Linked DNA regions of Rattus norvegicus: region 1 is linked to region 2. The links are chromatin contacts, called in public HiChIP or PLAC-seq maps. All regions are on one chromosome and are shown on one strand. The core of a region is the stretch at or near the end of the contact, and the rest is flanking DNA. Distances in the headings are between cores, read along the strand shown.

Region 1 (5,218 bases), core at 2,696-5,195, 180 kb after region 2:
TTCTTGCCATAGAGCAAGCATGAATATCTGAGCTCAATTTCCAGAACTCACATACATAAGAAGTTTAGCATGGTGGTGTGTAATCACTAAACCTAACTGGGAAGACAGAGGCAGGCAGATCCCTGGAGTTCTCTGGCCAGCCATCCCAGCCAACTGAGCAAGCTCCACACTAGTGAGAGATTCTCAAAACTTAAGGTCGATAGCATCTGAGAAAAGACACTAAGGTTGACCTCTGGCCAACACACACAAAGACACACACACACCTGAATACAAGTTCAGGCATGCATTCATAAACACAACAAAAATATGAACTATGCCAACTTGATACTTATTAAAATTAAAACTATTAATATTTAGCACCAGGAACAAATAAGAAAAATTCAAACTAATACCCAGATCAGAAGCTTTTCAGATAGCATTTTCGTTGCAACTGTGCTTGTCAAATGAAGAAAAGGAGCACATTAGAGTACAACATACGAGATAATATTGATTTATAATCTTTAGTCGGCAGCTTATCTAGTTTGACAGTGATTTTTCCCCTTCATGCATGTGGGGGGGGGGGCATGTATGCGAGTGTGTGTGTGTGTGTGTGTGTGTGTGTGTGTGCGCGTGTGTATGTGTGTTTTGCTGGGAATCAAACTGAAGACCTTATATAAACCATACAAGCACTTTACCTCTGGGTTATATCCCCAGGCCCAAGTGCATTTATTAATAAACCACTTCTTTTAATTTTCATACCTCATCTAAAAACTTTGAAGGAAAACAAATCTGAAAGATTTCTTTGTACCTTCAAATGTACCCACGTTGTTTCTGACCACAAAATGGAGTTCAGAAAGAGAGGTGCAGTGATTAAGCTACTGGTCTATGGCCATATCACATTTATGACAGATATGGCCTTTTGAAAATCACAAAGACACAATGAGACATTTCGCTATCAGACTCACCAGATAGTAAGGAATTATATCAAATGTTGCCCCAGTGCTCCTTGAAGTACTACCTGACTTCCACCCTCAACCACCCTTTATATAACAGACGAAAGGCCACCTTGTACTAGAAGCTTTCCTCAGCATAGGAACTTCTACTCATACACATATATCCACTGCAGTAATAAAAACTACACTGCTCAGAATCACCCATAATTCTATCTCCTCAAGAATTATGCATTTTCACCTTTGAAATCATGTAATCAAGTGATTCCCAACCTTTGCGTCATTGAGGACACTTTATATACTCCTCTTGGTGTACCCCATACTTTGAGACTAGTCACCTGGTCAAGGACATAGAAAACAAATGTGCAGTGCTCCTAAGTCAGCAGGGCGCTGGTCGCTTGCATAGTCATGGGAAACACTGCGACCTTGGCTCTGGAAGTGAACACAAAGATAGAGCAAATGACATTCTATGAGAAGATGGAAAGACAAGAGCAAAACACCAGTCCTACCTGCTGCATACAGCCTTTGCTTGGAATAAACAATATCCTGGAGCAAAGCCCCAAGATACATGCGCTCACATAAGACCACAAATATGAATGCAGCTTTAAAACTGGGGAAATTTGGGTTGGGGATTTAGCTCAGTGGTAGAGCACTTGCCTAGGAAGCACAAGGCCCTGGGTTCGGTCCCCAGCTCCGAAAAAAAGAACCAAAAAAAAAAAAAAAAAACTGGGGAAATTTATAAAATACTAGAGAATAAAGACTACTTCTCATGTCAAGGGTCTAGTACAGATCACATAGCCACTGTCCATCTGTCCTGACACAACTGTCTACAGCATCTTCACACTGCATCTTCTCAGCAATTCTATGCCATAAATTCTATCACTGCCCCATCTTTTAAATTAGTAAACTGATACTTGAAAAGATTGTGTAACTTTTCCAAGGACATACAATTAAGTTTGGGATACGATGTAAAAGGGGAAGAGTCAAGAAATAAAAACTAAAGGTCTGATTTTGCTCTTTGCAGGTCTATCACTCAAGGGAAAAATATTTGCTTCCATTTTTCCTTAAAATAGAAGAGAAAGATAAAGACTAAATTGTATATATTGGACAAAAGAACTCTCTGATGTTGTGAAACATTTTGGTTCACAAATGTGAAACATGTATATAACCATATTCAGCTATAAAATCTCTTTGGTTGCAGGCTTACAAAAGGAAGGGAGGGATTTAATTGATCTGAGTGAAATAAAGATCATCAATATTGAATGGAAGATGACAGATGAAATGACTTTTCACAATCGCTTCCAGATTTTAAGATTGGTGTTTCATCAAATTTTAGAGGTCATGAATCCAGACACTACATTTACTCACTCAGGGCTCCCCCAAGTGCTCTAGAGTTCAAGTGAGTTCTGTCTAGGAAAGAAAAGATACGTGGATGTTTCTGTTTTACAGAAGAGGAAAAAGGAAGCAAGTTTTGCAACTGGCCAAATGCTACATTTCGTAGTAAACAGGTAGTAAAGCTGGACATGAAAGCCTAAGTTTTCTGTAACAAACATCTGCCCTCAGCAGATGTCCTTTGGGTGCGAAGAAATGAGCACCCAATCACATTTCCCAGTAATGTGTCTGCACAATATGAAATGAAGGCTTCACGGCCATGTGTCAGAATGAGTGCCTTCTTAAACCTGTGCTCTTTGATTAAAAAAAAATGTTGTATTTTCTTCTTACACACACTGAGCTTCTTTTAGACTTGGAAAATGAAGTGTTTTCAGTTTTCTTTGTACAATTTTAAAGAACTACTTTCTTCAAAGAAGCAGAGACTGTGTTTAGAAGGTAAAATCAAAAACAGCACTGAAGCCCCTTTCTGCATTTCGAGGAATATATCAAAGGCAGACAATTCAACATCTCTCTTTACTACGACTAGAAACAATGAGCAGATGCAGGTGACAGGAAGATCATGTAAGGGGTTATCTTGCGATGACATCTGAGATAGCATGAGAAATCTGCATATCATAATACCCACATCATACAATGCATTGATCTCATTCTGCCGCTTTACATGGGACGTCACTGAAAAGCATTAAATCAATATATTTAAGCAATTTGGTCCAAAATAACTAAAACATGGAAGATTCTTACAGGATTTATAGTATCATATCAACCCTCAATAAACAGTAATACTTCAATCCGGAGAAAGCATTAAAAAGGTTTCAGTGACCCTCGAAGCTTCCTAATGAAATACACCAAGAGCAGTCCTTGCCAGCAGAACGCTCATAGAGAGAAAACACAGAAATAGAAAGTCCAGAAAATTACAGACCACATTCAAGCTGATTCCCAAAGATGCAAAGCGTCCTAAACAGACGCAGCATTAGAGCACCAACCGCTAGATCCTCCTGTTTCACTCTTCTAATTTACAGCAGCTTTCACTGTATCGCTGTTCTGTCCCAAACAGGTTAAGACACTAACTCAATGTATTACAAAATAAAACCAAACATCTCTCTTTAAATGCAAAGAAACAAGTAACTCTAGATAAATGGCAAGATTTCTACAGTTTCAAAGTATTGCTTTTCACGTGGAGTATAAAAGAAAATGTCACCACACATTTTCATGCTATAAAAACGTAAAACAGAAGATTTCTGGATTCTTCTCTAAACATTTTGAAATTTCCCCAATATTATATTCTACACAAGTTACTGAGGAGTCCTAAATATATTAGCATTGTAAAGCACAAATAACTAGGCAGTTGACTTTTAATGTGGTTTATTAGTTTATAGTGGATTGCACCATCTACAATTAACCTCAGAAAATAACTCACATCCTTCCTAAAGATGTAAGTTTTTTGAGTGAATGGTAAAATGGGTGATATATTAGGGGTCTTAGAGGAGCAAGAAGAGATTCTGAATATAAACAAGCCATCATTCTGGTAAAAGGAAATACAAACAACTAGAATAAAAATAGTTGACGCACAAAAGCCATAATGAGGGGGTAGCTCGAAAAATAACTTCGACTTTGAATGGTTTGGATGAAATACAAATTATCCACAGAAAAGTGTGGACTGGCATAAATGTTTGTACAAAATCATAAGTGTATTTCAAGAAGTACGCAGAGGCACCAGCCTGCATGATGCACCAGCCTGCATGATGCACAGGGCCCGGAGATGCTCTAAGTGCCAGTGCAGAGCCCAAACCACTGCATCTTAATTACCAGGCAGCTCAGATATATTGCCTTTGATATGGAAATGTTCTTGTTCTCTCATCTTCACATATGGTCTCATGCACAGAAATCTTTATCTGATTCATAAAAAATAAACTAGAATCCAATCTCAACACCTGACCTCAGTGCTTAGAAGTTTTTTACTAAGCGTGGTGTCACTATAAAAAGAATGGCTAATATTGGTGCAAAGTTGGCTATTTTGAGCAATGATATGAAGGATTTGGGTTAAGAATTGAATCAATACTGCCTCTCTGAGATTTTAGGGTTTCCTGTTCCCTTTTTTAAGACTACCACAGATTTGAAGAAGAGCATCAGCATCCCGCTTTGGAGGTGAGAGCCTGGAAGAGAGTTAAATTATATTCCGTTTCTCTGTCCATGCTCGTCAGTTAATATTTTTATCCAAACTATGACAATCAGATACTATATACTTGAAAAGCTCCACCAAAACCATAATGCAAATTTTGAACTATTTCCAGTTTGACTAAATGTCTAAGAATAATTAGCTGAAAAGCCTTACCCTCTTCTATAGAAGAAGGAAAATAAAAACATCCTTCCTAAGAATGACTAATGAATATATAATGAGAGGAGTAAGAGCTCTGATGCCACGCACCAAAACAATTAATGTCCAGATAACAATTGAAAAACTTAATTGACAAGGCCATACTGTTCTTTAAAATGTGCTTGTGTCTAGTAAAAATTGCTTTCATATATTTCAAAACACTAGTTTTTTAAACTAGACTCTTTTCACATTGGGGACATAATCACAAGGAAATACAGAACCAGCTGAGGACATGAAATGCTACCGTTGTGCAGCACCTTATTTCTCGCTGTTGAAAGAAAAAACAGAGAACCATATTCTTAAGCAAGTTGCATTCCAGACCCCAGAACTGGTTCATTTCTTCTTCTAAAACAGCACTAAGCGTTTATTTTGTTCATGTTAGCATGTTTCTATAATACCTGCCATCATTAAACCCCATCTAGCCACATAACTCCATCAATGGGAAATGGCCTAGGTTAATTTTTAAAAAACATATACAGTAACATGACACATCTAACCTCATGACGGCAGATATTACACCCAT
Region 2 (4,616 bases), core at 2,096-4,595:
ACTATTTGCCAAGTGCCTAAGATAAGCCAGGTACTGCCCTGAGCATCAGAGACAGAACATAAATAACTACCCGTGTTCTTTCTTCTCACACTCATGCATAAAAAAGGCTGAAATAAAATATAGCCAATGTCATAGAGGGGTAAATTTCCTTTAATATGAAATAATAAGGTAAGGATATGGGTCATTCCCTTTTATGTCCACACGCAGCCTAAAATTTCTAAATACTTTTTAAATGATTCAAAACATAAATTATAGCATTTATACTGATCATATTAAATATCATGATTCTATATTTGCTTTTGAGTATCTGAATATAGCACAAATTTACAGTCTCATCATAATCTCCCAAATGTATACTACATTTTCAAATCATGTAACAAATCTAATGTCTCCAAATACCTAATAAAATTGAATAACCTCAGGTCACTTTTTACAAACACAAAAACAAGAAAGTAAGGATTCTGCCACGGTAGAAAAAGTGCTAAAAACATCAATGACATTAATACACTTGGAAGCACATCAGTAAACAGTGAAGATGAAGGAAATCTCAGGACTGGCAACCAGGCTTCCCGACCAAAGCTCATCTCCCCAGGGTTATCCAGATGTAATCCTAGACTGCACTACCATACAGAAGTTCCATTTCTGTAAAACAGAATTTCAATAGTTTTCAAAATAAATTTCTCTCAATACCGCCAGCATACCAGGTCTTAGCTTGATACCACATCTTCTCTCAACCACTCAGAGATCCAGGAAGCAAGTTAAACCTGTTTGGATAATGCTTTCTCTCTCTCTCTCTCTCTCTCTCTCTCTCTCTCTCTCTCTCTCTCTCTCTCTTTTAATTCAGGTGTTCATATTTAGACAGTATAACAAATGGTAGCCCTTTAGCTTTAAAGAGTTGAACTTCATTTCCATCTTTCTTCATGTTTCAAATATAGAAATGAACTAGCTAGTAGCAAAAGTCTTGCAACTCTGGAGTTTCATAACTCAGCTATGTCAAGTCTACAAGGAACAAAAGGAATGCAGCTTCTCCAAAGAACAAAGGTTACTCTGATGAGGGCGGTTTGCTGGGCAATCGGAGACCTGGGATTAAGGGAGAATCTGAAATCTCCACACCCCCTGGACCACCCCCTAGACCAAGTTCAGCTTCAACCACAGAACCATGGTGATACAACAGAGAAGAAAGAAATGAAGGTTTCTGAGAGCATCAAAAACAGCCTTTTTGTTTATAAAACGCAACAATCCCTTTATTCCTTTTAGCTTTACACACACAGACATAGCGAGAGCTAGAGAGAGAAAAGGGGAGGGGGAGGGGAGGAAGAAAGGAGAGGGGGAGGGGAGAGAGAGAGAGAGAGAGAGAGAGAGAGAGAGAGAGAGAGAGAGAGAGAGAGAGACTAATGTGGGAGGACAAGAGAAGTTATTCATTTCGCTGAACTACAAGTATTGTGAACCTGGGAAGGGTGATTTTATTTTGAGGATTTTAAAGAAATGGCACTGCATTCAGTCTTTTTCTATCACCATCCCCATATAAAAAGCCCCTAGTAGATCCTAAAATTGTGGCATTTTCTTATGTACATAAAAAAAATTGCACTGCTATTGCGGCAACATCTAAACAGTTTCCTGTAAACTTTCTGTGATGGAAGTCATAGAATTTATGGTAAAACCCTGTGGAGTGCTGAGACAAATTTCTTTCATATTTATCATTCATTTTATTCCGTGTGCATTTTAAGGAAAACCTTTTAAGGGTACCAATAATGCAAGAAAGCGACAACAACTAAATTTATTGTTAAGTATCACATCACTGGTCCTCCGGGAGCTCAAAGAGAAAGCTTAAATCAAGCTCTTCATACTGGAGAGGTTCCCAGAGATGTGCTGGCCACAGAGGCAAGCCATCCAGAGCACACTGGAATCTGGAGATGGTGACAAAGAAATACTGGAGAAATCCCTTTTCTTCCTTCCTTCCTTCCTTCCTTCCTTCCTTCCTTCCTTCCTTCCTTTCTTTTTAAGGCATAGTACACCCCCCTCCCGTCCCCCACACTCCTGTTTCACCTGACTAAACTGTAGGTATTTCTCCCATCACCTGACTTAGAGGCTGGCTTGAAATATTAGAGAAAGAGAGGAAAAAAGAACACAATCTGCCATTGTTTCACCAGACAACGACCTTTCATGTCCTTGAGGCTCACCATGACCTTTTCATCTTTCCTATCCCAATGGTCTCTCCTAACAACTGAAACTGCACTCAGTTGGGCTGAATTCCAGATTGTCATAAAAAGAACCCTGTCCTTTCAAAACAAAACCAATTTTTACACCAAGGTGGGGGAGAAACACAAGTCCATTGTTCCCTCCCAGATGGGAGTTGGAGTTACTAAGGCAACTGCTCTAATCCTCCTTTTTACCACCTTTTCACATCGCTGGCCTATCAAGTATGCTACCTTTTAACTCATAAGCTCAAAAGCTGGTCGTCTAACTGGCTGCCCTAATTAGCTACGATTTTCACACTACAGACAACATGATGAGCTAATCGAAATTTGCAAAATAATGACGTACCTCCAGCAAATATTCCTCCTCCTGAGGCCCAGTCTTAGAATAACAATAATGAGAGCATTATTAGAGAAGGGCATTAAAATGCTGCACTGCTGCTAAACAGAGAACTTAATTGTTCTGGTCTTGTCCATTGAATCAACAACCTATTGTTGTGGACTTGAAAAATAAAGGACTTGAGAATGGGTGCCATGATGATTGGTCTGTGGCCATACCGGCACTCTGTGGAATTGTTTTCTTTTCAAACTCTTGATGGACTAGTAGCTTTGTTTAAAAGTAACATAAAAGGCAATTGTCTGGACTTTAAAAAAAAAAAGTCCTGTTTATTGAAATCCTTAGAAGCAGTTGCATGCATTTGTTCCTGACCCCTGAGATAAAAACACAGTGATCATAATCCCACCATTTGTGGAGTCCTGTCACCACTGCCTACAGTAACACGAGATAAAAGACCGTCTTTTCTAGCTACAGTAGGAAGGAAGGAAGTACTTCTGAGCAGAAAGCAGGAATGATGAAAGGTCAAATCCCGGAGAAAGCTCATTACTCTCTGAAGGGGGGACTTTAAAATAATGCGAATCTATGAACCTTGTGTAACTGCATGTAAGAAGCACGAAGCTTTTCCTCCCTGCCCACCCCCAGCTCTTGAGATTCCTGCCTTTGGTGAAAGACAATTAAAATAAAATGATTATTAAACAACAGAGACAACATGTCTGGGGCAACCTGGAGGACAAGAGACGGACAGGCTTCTAGGTCTCTGTGCCTGTTCTCCCCTCTTGTCTGCAGCAGGAATAATAAAGCCCTGGAGTTAAAGGTTAACTACTGTGGGTTCTTAGCAGGGGAAAAGCCCTGTTTACACACTGGAGAAGTGTCTTCCACATGGAGCCATGGCTGGCTTTCTGTGAGGTCAGGCCAGAAGCTCCATGCGGAATGGTGGGGTGGGGGATTTATTTTGTTCATAATATTGGGGGTCTGTGTTTTTTAAACCAAGTGAAATCTGTATTATATAAAAAATGTATTAAATTGTAAATAAGACCTCTTACTTCATTCAGTCTGTGCTCTGCTTCATTCGTCTTCATCTTGTTAGGCTAAATTAATTAACAATCTCACTGCTGCACACTTTCTCTTTTCATTACATCAGATAATGGTGGGCATGTGGAGAATGCCCTAGCCACAGGAATTCTGCAACTGCAGGGCCAGGGAGAGTTTCTAGGTATCAGTGTAGTAAGATTCTCTGGCAAGTTTTTACTCGGTGTGCCTTTTAGAGTTAACAATCAATTAAGCACCCAAATCGTTAATATATTATCATAAGAAAACCAGTTCCAAATAAAAGAAAAGCTAAACTAAAAGGTGCAAGATACTTTAAACACACATTCATGAGAGCAACACACACACACACCCCACAACCAAGTCTCACCGTACATTTCATCTAAAATAAACTTTCCAAATTTGGCAGGTGTGTTTTCACAACCGCACAATGAGGCTGCACGGACGGCTGAGAAGACACACCACACACTGTTCCGCCCCTCGCTTTGGAATGTCTAGCATGTGATAAATGCATGATTAGAATCGCACTGGTCAGTCCCATTATTTTAAATCTATGAGAGCAATGTGGTCAGGACTTTTTTAAGTTTCCTTTTCATCCCGAAACCCCGTGGCATCTGGGGCTATGCAAATGGACAAAAAAACGTAAAGCTCTTTTTAATCTTTTCCCTCATCAACCGGTGCTTCTTTCTCCAATCACAGCTTTGTACGTGATATCTTTCTGCTAGCATTTCTTATTTAATTAAAACAGACACTGACAGAAGGACGTGGATTAGTACTGTAATGATGCATTTACTCAGATTAATCGGAGGCTCCTTTTAGAGTAATGGCTTAAACAAAGAACAAAAGGAAATTGTTATGAAACAGCCTTTTATCCCAGGCAAAGGTCGCATTATGAGGTTTTTAATTTTGTCAGCTTCTGTTATGCTTTGCCTTGCTAGTGGAACATGAGAAGTGCTTTTACCCCCAATAAAGCCAGTTATTATAAAAACAGCCATTAAAGCTGCAAATTAAAATGTCTGATTTTAAAACAGGTTACT

What was found. HiChIP or PLAC-seq counts read pairs in DNA pulled down with a chosen protein or histone mark.
Region 1: a contact with region 2 is called in an H3K27ac HiChIP or PLAC-seq map of oligodendrocytes, with 9 times the contacts expected there. The contact joins two enhancer-like sites. A contact is called at or near these places in 1 of 12 Hi-C or Micro-C datasets (Schwann cells) and 1 of 1 datasets of contacts at active chromatin or transcription factors (oligodendrocytes).

Annotation. Positions count from the first base shown.
Region 1 is chr1:179,695,881-179,701,098 of GRCr8, forward strand. It overlaps a transcript of Sox6 not described here. Among named protein-coding and RNA genes, the nearest start is that of Sox6, 33 kb to the left of the region's middle. Within about 2 kb of position 3,946, at least 2 of the 93 cell types and tissues checked have an H3K27ac peak or open chromatin away from gene starts, as enhancers often do.
Region 2 is chr1:179,521,161-179,525,776 of GRCr8, forward strand. All of the region lies in intron 2 of Sox6 (SRY-box transcription factor 6), which reads right to left. Among named protein-coding and RNA genes, the nearest start is that of Trnav-aac35, 130 kb to the left of the region's middle. Within about 2 kb of position 3,346, at least 28 of the 93 cell types and tissues checked have an H3K27ac peak or open chromatin away from gene starts, as enhancers often do.